Regions from separate parts of the Mus musculus genome. Here region 1 is linked to region 2. Evidence: chromatin contacts called from public Micro-C data. All regions are on one chromosome and are shown on one strand. The core of a region is the stretch at or near the end of the contact, and the rest is flanking DNA. Distances in the headings are between cores, read along the strand shown.

The links. Hi-C and Micro-C count contacts between places; a contact is called where the count stands out from the background.
Region 1: a Micro-C map of embryonic stem cells shows a contact between it and region 2, with 3 times the contacts expected there. The contact joins the promoter of Dio3 here to the promoter of Ccdc85c in region 2. A contact is called at or near these places in 1 of 484 Hi-C or Micro-C datasets (embryonic stem cells) and 1 of 9 other capture datasets (embryonic stem cells).

The regions. Positions count from the first base shown.
Region 1 is chr12:110,277,499-110,282,157 of GRCm38.p6, forward strand. It overlaps Dio3 (deiodinase, iodothyronine type III), which reads left to right and starts at 1,732. Exons shown (of 1, transcript NM_172119.2): 1 at 1,732-3,599. The coding sequence starts at 1,734. The coding sequence ends at 2,648. Dio3os (deiodinase, iodothyronine type III, opposite strand) reads right to left here and starts at 570. Exons shown (of 4, transcript NR_002866.2): 1 at 485-570; 2 at 53-251. It overlaps Mir1247 (microRNA 1247), which reads right to left and starts at 631; the gene lies at 550-631.
Region 2 is chr12:108,272,075-108,277,246 of GRCm38.p6, forward strand. Ccdc85c (coiled-coil domain containing 85C) reads right to left here and starts at 3,319. Exons shown (of 6, transcript NM_001159910.2): 1 at 2,264-3,319. The coding sequence starts at 3,059.

The DNA of each region.
Region 1 (4,659 bases), core at 482-2,981, 2.0 Mb after region 2:
ACTTTTCCGGACAAGTTCCATGGCTAATGGAAAGTGGTCTGACTGTGCTCACCCTCCCGAGACGCCAGCGCGGTCTCTGGTAGAGAAAGTTAGGTAGCTGGTCTCTCCCGAGAGGGCGATGCATGGGACGCAAGCAGCTGGAGCTGTAGTATCCGGCTGGGGTCCCGTTACCCCAGAGAAGGCCCCTGTGAGTGCTGGAGCATTCTAGGGAGTGCGATTCTTAGGCGCTGCCTTCGGGTTGAGGCCTTGACCTGAGGGGTCATTGTGAGGTGTATCTAAAGTGGAACTTGCTTAGGGTCTCGAGGACCCCAGGTCAAGCAGCCCCGCCGCCCCTGAACCCAAGTCTCCAGCAGTGCGCCACGCGCAGAGACAGATTAGGAGGTCTGCGCCGCTGTGGCAGAGCCGACCAGAGCCCCACGCTGTTGGGGAGTTGCCCCGCACCCCTAAAAAGCCTCAGCACACGTTCCCTGTTGAAAGTACGCACTTTACGCGTCCGGGCGCCTCCGCGGTTGAGTCGGGCCGCCGCGCTCCGAGTTCGCGAAGGTGGCTCAGTTCGGGCGCTCCAGTCTCGACGTTCCCGGGGCAGAGAGCAACGTCCGGGGACGAACGGGACGGGTGCGCCCGGCGGCCGGGGCTGCGCCGGGCGAGGCAAGCGGCGAGAGGGGAGCGCTCCCGCGTTCAGGCAACAGCTACCCCTAGTGGGAGAGCCGCCCGGGGCCGGCGCCGCCCCGCGCCCGCTGCCCCGCGCCCCGCGCCCGCAGCGCCCCGCGCCCAGGGCGTCCCGGAGCCGGCCGAGGGCGAGGCCCGGCGTCGCTTGCCGCGACTCTCCGGGTCTCCCGAGCTGGGCGCCAGCCCACCCGCGGGCCCTGCCCTCGGCACCTCCGGGCTGGAGCCGAGGGGCAGCTGACCCGGGAACCGCGGCGTCCGGCGGGAGCGAGATGGGACGGGGCGGGCGCGGCGCGGACTGGGGCGGCGCGCGGCAAGCTCGGGCAGCGGCGGGGGGCGCGGAGCGCGGTGTGCGTGGCGGGGCGGTGCGGGGGGCGGCCGTGTGCGAGGCGCGAGTGTGAGCGCGCGCGGGAGGCGGGCGGACGGGCTGCGGCAGTCGAGCGGCGCCCGCGGGCGAGCGGGGAAGGCGGCGGGAACCCAAAGTTGCCTCCTCGCGGGCCCGCGTCCCCGGCGGGGCTGCAGCCGGGGGCCGGCCGAGCGGCGGCCGCAGACCTGGACTCCCGCGGTACCTGGGCAGCGACCCCGCACGAGCAGCAGCAGCGTGGGCGGCGTTGGCGGCGGCGCGCGGGAAGCGAACCGGAGCTCCGGCGCGGCGCTGCGGCCGCCGGGGAACTCAGCTCAGGTGCGCGGCGAAGAGGGCGCGGGCTGGGACCCGCCCGCTGGGACCTAGGAGGTGCGAGGCGCTTGCGCGGGTTACACCATTGCCACCACTGACTGCTTGGCTCTGAGATCGGGCTCCTAGTCCCTGGACACAGCGGCTTCGGGGTCCCCCGCCCCTGAGAGCGGGCTGCGGGACTCAGGCCCGCCCCTGCCAGCCCCGGGACGCACCGCTCCACCCTCGACCAGCCTGCGCCCGCCCTCGACCCAAGATTTCTGGGGCATTGGCCGCGCCTCTGGGTGATCCCTCCGGGCTCAAGTTGCAAGGGGGCGGGCCCCGGTCGGAGGTGGAGTCTCCCGCCAATTCAAGCTTTGACTATAAATTGAGCTCCCAGAGCACCGAGGACCAGATGCCTCGCCAGGCCGCCTCGAGGTTGGTGGTCGGAGAAGGTGAAGGGCCCCCGGGGGCTTCGGGGCCCGCGGCCACCATGCTCCGCTCTCTGCTGCTTCACTCGCTGAGGCTCTGCGCCCAGACCGCCTCGTGCCTCGTGCTGTTCCCGCGCTTCCTAGGCACGGCCTTCATGCTCTGGCTTTTAGATTTCTTGTGCATCCGCAAGCATTTCCTGCGCCGTCGCCATCCTGACCACCCTGAGCCCGAAGTAGAGCTCAACAGTGAAGGCGAGGAGATGCCCCCTGACGACCCGCCCATATGCGTATCAGACGACAACCGTCTGTGCACCCTGGCCTCTCTCAAAGCCGTGTGGCATGGCCAGAAATTGGATTTCTTCAAGCAAGCCCATGAGGGTGGCCCAGCGCCCAACTCGGAGGTTGTCCGACCTGATGGCTTCCAGAGCCAGCGCATCCTCGACTACGCACAAGGGACCCGCCCGTTGGTGCTCAATTTTGGCAGCTGTACCTGACCACCGTTCATGGCGCGGATGAGCGCCTTCCAGCGCCTGGTCACCAAGTACCAGCGCGACGTTGACTTCCTTATCATCTACATCGAGGAAGCCCACCCATCCGACGGCTGGGTCACCACAGATTCACCCTATGTCATCCCCCAGCACCGCAGCCTGGAGGACCGTGTCAGCGCAGCGAGAGTACTACAACAAGGTGCACCTGGCTGTGCTCTGGTCCTGGACACTATGGCCAACTCTAGCAGTTCCGCATATGGTGCCTATTTTGAGCGCCTCTACGTCATCCAGAGTGGCACCATCATGTACCAGGGAGGCCGTGGCCCCGACGGTTACCAGGTGTCTGAGTTGCGCACTTGGTTGGAGCGCTATGATGAACAGTTGCATGGTACTAGGCCACATCGATTCTAAATAACCAAGGGACAAGTGACTGAATTGGTGGGCCGGGTCTCCTGGGCCTTCGAAGCCCACGTGCAAATGCTCCAAAGAAAGTCAAAGGTTGTGGGGGATCCCCATGACACAGATGAGCACAGCCACAGAACTCAGGCTGAGTCTGGCTAACTTGAGACTCTGCTATAGTGACTCCCTTTTGTACGTTTTTGGCTTGCTCTCAGGAGCATTGCTGTGGCTCGAACTGACAGCTTTGTCCCTGCTGGAGTTTACCTGCTGGACTTTCTGACACCAGGTCTCCAGCGCTGCTTCGGCAAAGCGCGAAAGTCCCCAGCATTTCACAGCTCGGACTTGTTGGCCACGCCCGCGCGCCCTGAGCGCAGCTGGGTTCCAGCAGCGCCTCAGGCTCTAGCTAGTTGCCTGGCACCCACCTGTCGAGCGCAGGGAGTCCTGCTGCTTTTGTGTTTATTTCTTATCCCTGGGTTGGGGGAGGGGCTCGAGATAGGGAAAGGGTGGGCAGGGTAATTTCCCCGCCTAGCTTTGGGTGCGCTGGAGCCCTGGCTGCTGATGACGAACCGCCTCTAACTGGGCTTGACCACGGGTCGGCTCTGAATTGCAGAGAGGCTCGAAACAGCGCCTAAAGTAAGAGGGGGAGAGTGCTCTGGGTTCCACAGGGAACCGTCGAAAAAGGGGTGGAAGAGGGACATGGTAAGGGATGGACTTCGAGACCAAAGGAAGTGGCTTGGGGAATCAATCTGCGAGGTTCGCAGGTCCCCAGGAGGGATGCGAGAACTTTTTGGAGAAGGGATTAGTTCTAAGACAAGGAGAAGGGGAAGAACTTGGGAGTCCTAGGCAGAAAGCGCGGGTTGTGGGGCGGGGTGAAGACCAATCAGTGAATGTTGTGTTGGAAACATTCCTTGTGTATAAACTTTTAAGCTACAATAATAAAGACTTGAAGGAAGTTGCTCTGATTGCCTTTGGTCCGTTTATTTTCTCGTGTCTTTGAAAAACCAAAAAGAACTAAACACAAATTTCTCCCTGGCATCCCCATAGTGACTCTAGGGGAAAGTAGGGACGGGAAAGAACCCAGGTCCTGCAGGGGTGGGGGGGGGCTGGAGATGGGCGGAGGAGGAAGGAGTTTCCCTGGGATGGCAAATGCACTTACACGTGCCACACCTGCGCAGAGAACTTCAGGCCAGAAGAAGACTCATGAGAGACCCATGAGGAGATTGGTGAGGCAATGGGGTGATCATTTGCTATGGTGCGCGAGCGCAGTAAGACAATTTTAGCGCTGTCTAACTTTTCCCAGCTTTGGGTGGTATGGGGAGAAAGGTGCTGTGTAAGGCGAGACTGGACCTCCAAGCTCGCCCCCTGGGTTACCATTGCACCCCTGGCCCAGCCCTCCTTAGCAGTGTCGCACCTGTGGAATTGTCTACCACCATTCCTCCAGGTTGCTGGGAGGTACGACCAGAAAGGCGCATAGGGCCAGTGTCTCCATTACTCAGGCACAACTCCCACATCTGGGTGGGGGGGTGCTTGGGGTGTTCTCGTGCCCGGGACACCCGCTTACCAAGCCTCAGCCAAACCTCACTGCCGCCCACCCCTCACCATGCTATGGGGTGGAAAGCAGAGGAGAGAAGGAATATGAGAAAGATGTGGGTGGAGGAAGGTGGGGAGGGAGGTCGCGCGGCGGCTGGCACCCATCCCTGTGCAGCCATGGCCAGGCGCTCGCGAGCGCTAAGCTCGCCCTAGATCTTTCCCCATACAGCTCAGTGAGTTGAAGGAAGCTCCCAGAACACAAGAGATCAGTGCGCCCCGCATCTCGTTTTGCTGATGACATTTTAGCAGAAAAAGTAAGATGAACAGAGAAGGGGGCCTAAGGCCAGAGTTGAGGCTGGGAATGAAAGAACAGCTAGCCCAGGGCCTTCAGACTAGGTGGGGGGTGGGGGGTGGGGGGATGAGGGGCGGGCTGAAGGATGTGAGGCACGCATCTTGGGACATAGTGCTCGTGGAAAAGTAGGGACGGGACTGG
Region 2 (5,172 bases), core at 2,069-4,568:
ATGCATGTATGTAAAGGGCGCATTCGGGCCAGGTGCTAAGGCACAAGTCCAGTGTCCGACTCCACTCTGGGCACCACCTAGACTCTCTCAGCTCAGCCCCCTGCTCTTCAAAGGCAAGGAAGGCTTTGGATCCCAGTATAGGGAAGCCCAGTTTCCCTTGTTTCCTGGAAATATTCTGTGCGCGATCAAGGGAGGATACCTTGCCGCCACCCACTGACTTCAAGAGACAAAACTAAAAAGAACAATCCAGTGTGTGGCTGAAGTCTGTAGTAGTGCCAATGCTGGGTTCTCAGTCTGTGCCAAGGCAGAGCTTGGCTACTACAAAATCTGCAGCAGTTTTTGGTGCAAGGACGCTCGGAGGGGGTGGGGTCTGTAGGAAACAGGACACTTCTGCCCCTACCCACCCCCAATAGGGGTGGAAAACCTCCAGTCCGGCCAGTTCCTTCTCTGCTGCATTATTCACTACTGCAACTGCAACTCTGGGCCAGACCCACACCTCCTAGCAAAAAAAAAAAAAAAAAAAAGACTGTCTGCAAAGAGGTGGAGACACTCAGCGAGACAGTGTCCTGAGGAGACTCACCCTGACCACTGTTACTGATGACATAGCTGAAAACCAGCAGCCCTGTGTTTCCCTAAGTGCAAAGATTCCCCTCCTTCATGATGCACTTGGGGAAATCAAGACCCTGAACACTGGCCCTCCCAGAGCCCCCCCCCTCAAGAAGGTGAAGCCAAAGAGATGCATGCCAGCTCTGTAAAGAGGGGTGTCCGTTCCCCCAAAGTAAACTGGAACTTGGCATCTAGAGCATGAGTGAATAGCCCCCCCCCCAAGAAGGTGAAGCCAAAGAGATGCATGCCAGCTCTGTAAAGAGGGGTGTCCGTTCCCCCAAAGTAAACTAGAACTTGGCATCTAGAGCATGAGTGAATAGCTGTCGGGGTAAGGCCCTGTGGATGCAATGTTACAAAAAGAAACCTGAGTTGCTGTGGTAGATTGCTAATCAGTAACAAAATATCCCTTTAGCCCCAGTCCTTTCCTGAACTCACAAGCTCTGGAGAGTAAATAAAGGGGAAACCTCTATCTGACCTGCATGAGAACTGCAGCTCCTGCCTCAAAATGCCTGCAGAGGGCTTGGCCAGGAAACCCAAGAAAAAGCTTGGTCCTCAGCTCCAGCAGTGAGTTTGGGGAAGAGAAGTTCTTCTAAGCCTTGACAGTATATGGATGGAGAAAGGCTTTAAGGAGAACAGAAAGGGCGAGTTACTCTTCGCTACCAGGGGAACAATTCAGGCAAAGGCAAGTGCCATCAACACTGAGAGCCAAGCTCCAAAAAACTGTGGGGGAAACGGAGTAGCACAGCAAATGGTAGTCAGGACAGGAGGGAAGCTGCAGGGCCCAGATCGCCACTGAAGGGACAGCCACAGTACCCTAGGTGGGGACACCCTCCTGTAGGGTCAATAGCAACAGGTTGAGGAAGACAGAGCCGGCTTCCAACCCACACTCTGGCCACAGATGACCCCAGCACTTCCTGTAAGACGATCAAGCTTACAGATCTCTTCAGGGGCATTATCTATCTCCACCTCACACCCCGGTGAGGCGGCCATCAGCCTCTCCAACTTACAAGCAAGGAAGAAAGGAAACTGAGGCACACGGAGAGGTCGGAATCCACTCCAAATATATCCTCTGGGGAAAACTGTAGAGACCGAACTGAGAAAGGTGTCCCAACCAGTACTGCGGGACTTATGGGAAGCCAGGAAGACTCTTATCTTAGCCCAGGGTACTCTGGCCCAGCTTCGTCAAGGTCTCAGCACGGGTGATTGTGTGCCAGCCCAGCCCAGCCCAGGAGGAGATTCAGCTGGGAAGGAAGCAGGGGAGAAAGCCAGCCACAGCACAGTGCAGTCGTGGGTGCTAAGTGAGTTTGAGGGACTCCAACCAGAAGGGAAAATTCACTTGCTTTAGCTTAGGGGCCTTTCATAGTCTTCCAAGAAAAACTCTCCTCTGCCCTCAAGTGTTTTCAGGGTAGGATGAGAGACACCCCTCGACAGCCCCAGAGTGCCAGCTGGTAACACAAAAAGCTGCGGAGGAGAAACTTTTTTCTGCGGCATCAGCTAGACAGGGACACCACCACGCCGAATGCTCCATTTGCTATGCCAGCTGCGGAAGGGTCTGAAGGTGCGACCCCACCCCCACCCCGCACCTGTGAGGTCTCCAGAAACTACTACTGCTTCACGACAGACACCCATGGGCTTCCGATCCCGGCGAGATGCTTACCGTGCAGGCCGTTAGGGATGCTTCGGTGGTGCGGCGGCGCTGACAGGTCATCCAGAGACCGGCGCGTGGCTCCGGCCTTGCCGTCCGGAACCTTGTGCGGCCCCGGGGGCAGCAGAGCCGCTGGGACGTGGTGGTGGTGGTCCGGGCTGCCGCCGCTGCCCGCACTGGACGTGCTGCTGCCGTCGCCAACGTCGCGGGCCCCCGAGCCCGCTGCGCTCCCCGCCAGGGGCCCGCTCAGGCTGGCCTGGCTGTCGATGGAGCTGCGGGAGCCCGCGCCGCCGCCGCCGCCGCCAGCGCCCCCCGCCGCCGCCAGCGCCGCGCGCTCCTCGTCCAGCAACAGCACCAGCTCTTTCAGCTCCAGGTTCTCGCGCAGCAGGGCCTCCTGGCGCGCCTCGAGCTCCCGTAGCTTCTGCTGCGAGCGGGCCACCTCGTGCCACACGGCGCCGGCCGCGTGGCGTCCGAAGCGCTGCCACTCGCGCGCCAGCTTGCGCCCTTTCTGCCGGTCGTCGTCCAGGAAACAGCAGAGCTCACGCAGCTCCTGATTGTCGTCCTGCAGCCGCTGGTTCACGTCCTTGAGGCCGCGGATCTCCAGCAGGTGCTGCTGCAGCCGCCGGTTCACGTCGCGCATCAGGCCGCCGTGCTCCAGCATGAGGCCCACCTTCTCGCCCTCGGCGCGCCGCAGCCGCCGCGCCAGCTCCTCCTTGCTCCAGCGCAGCAGTTCCTCGTCCGGGACCTGGCTCAGCTCCTCCGACGCCGCCGCTGCAGCCGCCGCCGCCACCGCCGGGGGCTTCGCCATGGCGGGGCCGTCACCGCGGCATCGCCCTCGCCCGCGCCGGGCCGGCGCTCCCCGCGCCGGGGCTTCTCTGGGCTCGGCCACGCGCGCGCGGGGGGCGGCTGGGGACGCGTGCGGCCCGCCCTTCGCCGCCTCGCGCTCCCTCCCGCGGCCCCCTCTGGGGTCACCCGAGAGCCCGCGCACGCCTCAGGACTGAGGAACCGGGACCGTGGCTGCGTCGGCGGCCGCGGTGCCCCGGCTCTCCGAGCTCGGGCGCAGCAGGCGGAGGCCCGCCCCCGGCCCCGCTCCCGGAGCCCCAGCTGCCCCGCCCACCCCGGGCGGAGAGGGGGCGGGGCGCCGCCGTTGGGCCACGCCTCCGAAAGGGAGGCGGTCAGAGGAGTGGCAGGCCCCCGAGGTCCCCCTACGCGGTGCGCCGGCCCGCCGGGCGCCCTGCCAGAGGCGCGCTCGAGCCACGGTCCCGCCCTCCCACAGGTCTGATTGGCCAGGTTCGGGGGTGTGCGGGAGGGGCGGGGCGCGCGCGGGGAGGCTGAAAAGATGGTATCTTCCAACCGCGGGGCCTTGCACCCTCCTCCCCCCCACACTCCCGGTTCAAGTTTCTTCGCCCGGAGGACGCGGCCTGGGCCAATCCCAGGACTACAAGGGGTTTTAAAATGCAGGTAGGGCTAGGGGGTGGCGGGGACCGGTGGGAAAGGTAGGGCAGGGCTTCCCTTAAAGGCGACGCGCGAATTTACGCGTCCCTTATCCGGCCAGCGTCCCTGACCCTCCCTTTCTCACCCTTAATAAACAGATGCCCACCCGGCGAGCACAGCTCTCTCCCTCCCTCCCTCCCTCTCGGGGGCACCAGAGTTCGGTACAGTCCGAGAGAGGAGGAACAATAGGACCCTGACATGGGGGGTCGGGCAGGGCTGGTCTTTGTCCCTTTCCGGGCCACCGACCAGAGCCACCTGGGTCCCTGCCTAATATTGCAGCGGGGCTGTCTTCCCACCCCTAGCCCAAGACCGTGGAGCCTTGCCAGCCTTATCTCAGGGCCAGATCTCTCTCCCTTCTTCCCCTGACGTGGTGGGAGCCGAGGACCTGCCCTTTTCCCAGAGCAGTTCTCCGAGCCCTTCCCTTCCGCGCACTACACCGCTAAATCCCTGGGATTGGAAGAACATGCAGTTCGCTAGGTGGAAACCCCTGAGAAAGGCGAGGGAAGGTCTTCCACCCTGGCCAGATAGCTGGGGTCCATAGGTACTCAGCGACCGCAGAACCTTCTTCCCTCGCCCCGCATCGCTGCGGAGCATACGGATCTTCCCACACCTATAAATCCCGTCCCCTAAGCGCATTTAACAGCGCTTCTGCAGCCAGCGGGCCGAGGGAAGGATGCGTTTCCCCTGGACCTACAAGGAGATAACCCACTCTGCGCGCGCACAAACCGGGGTAAGCTACCCGGGCCTGGAGCGCGTGCCCGCGCAGCAGCTGACATCCCCCTTTTACAGTTACTCAGCCGTTTACTAAACCACCTCATGTGCCCTCTTACACCTTCCCCATCCCGGGGGAATTCTACCGGGACAAGAGGCCACTGCTCTCTGAGGGCACTTGGCATTCTTGGGAGGAGGGAGAGAGTACAACGTGAGAAGAATCGGTGAGGCTGTCTGCAGCGCTATGCGGGGAATTCAATTGCCTTAGATCTGTGTTCTGGGAGGGACCTAGGAGCTAGGACCTAAACCTGAGTGACAAGGACAAAGGTAAGCCTGGAGGCCGGACAGGTGAAAGGAACAGCAAGTGGAATGGCCTTAGGGTTGGCTTGTTAGTGGCCGGTTCGAAGGGGAGGAGGGGCCGGCGAGATGGCTCCGCAGGTAAAGGAGTGTGAAGCCCAGCCTGACAACCTAAATTAATTCCCAGGACACAGTGATGGAAGGAGAGACCTTACTCCCTCACGTTGTCCTCTGACCTCCAGAGTGGGCAGTAGCTTACATAAACACTCACACAGAAAGAATGAAATGTAATAATATATTAAAAAAAAAAAAAAAACAAGAAAGGGTGCCGTAGATGGTGCGGGACATTAATCCTAGAGTTTGAAGGCAGAGGCAGGGGTAATATCTGAATTCCAGGCCAGTGAGCTACAGAGAGTCTG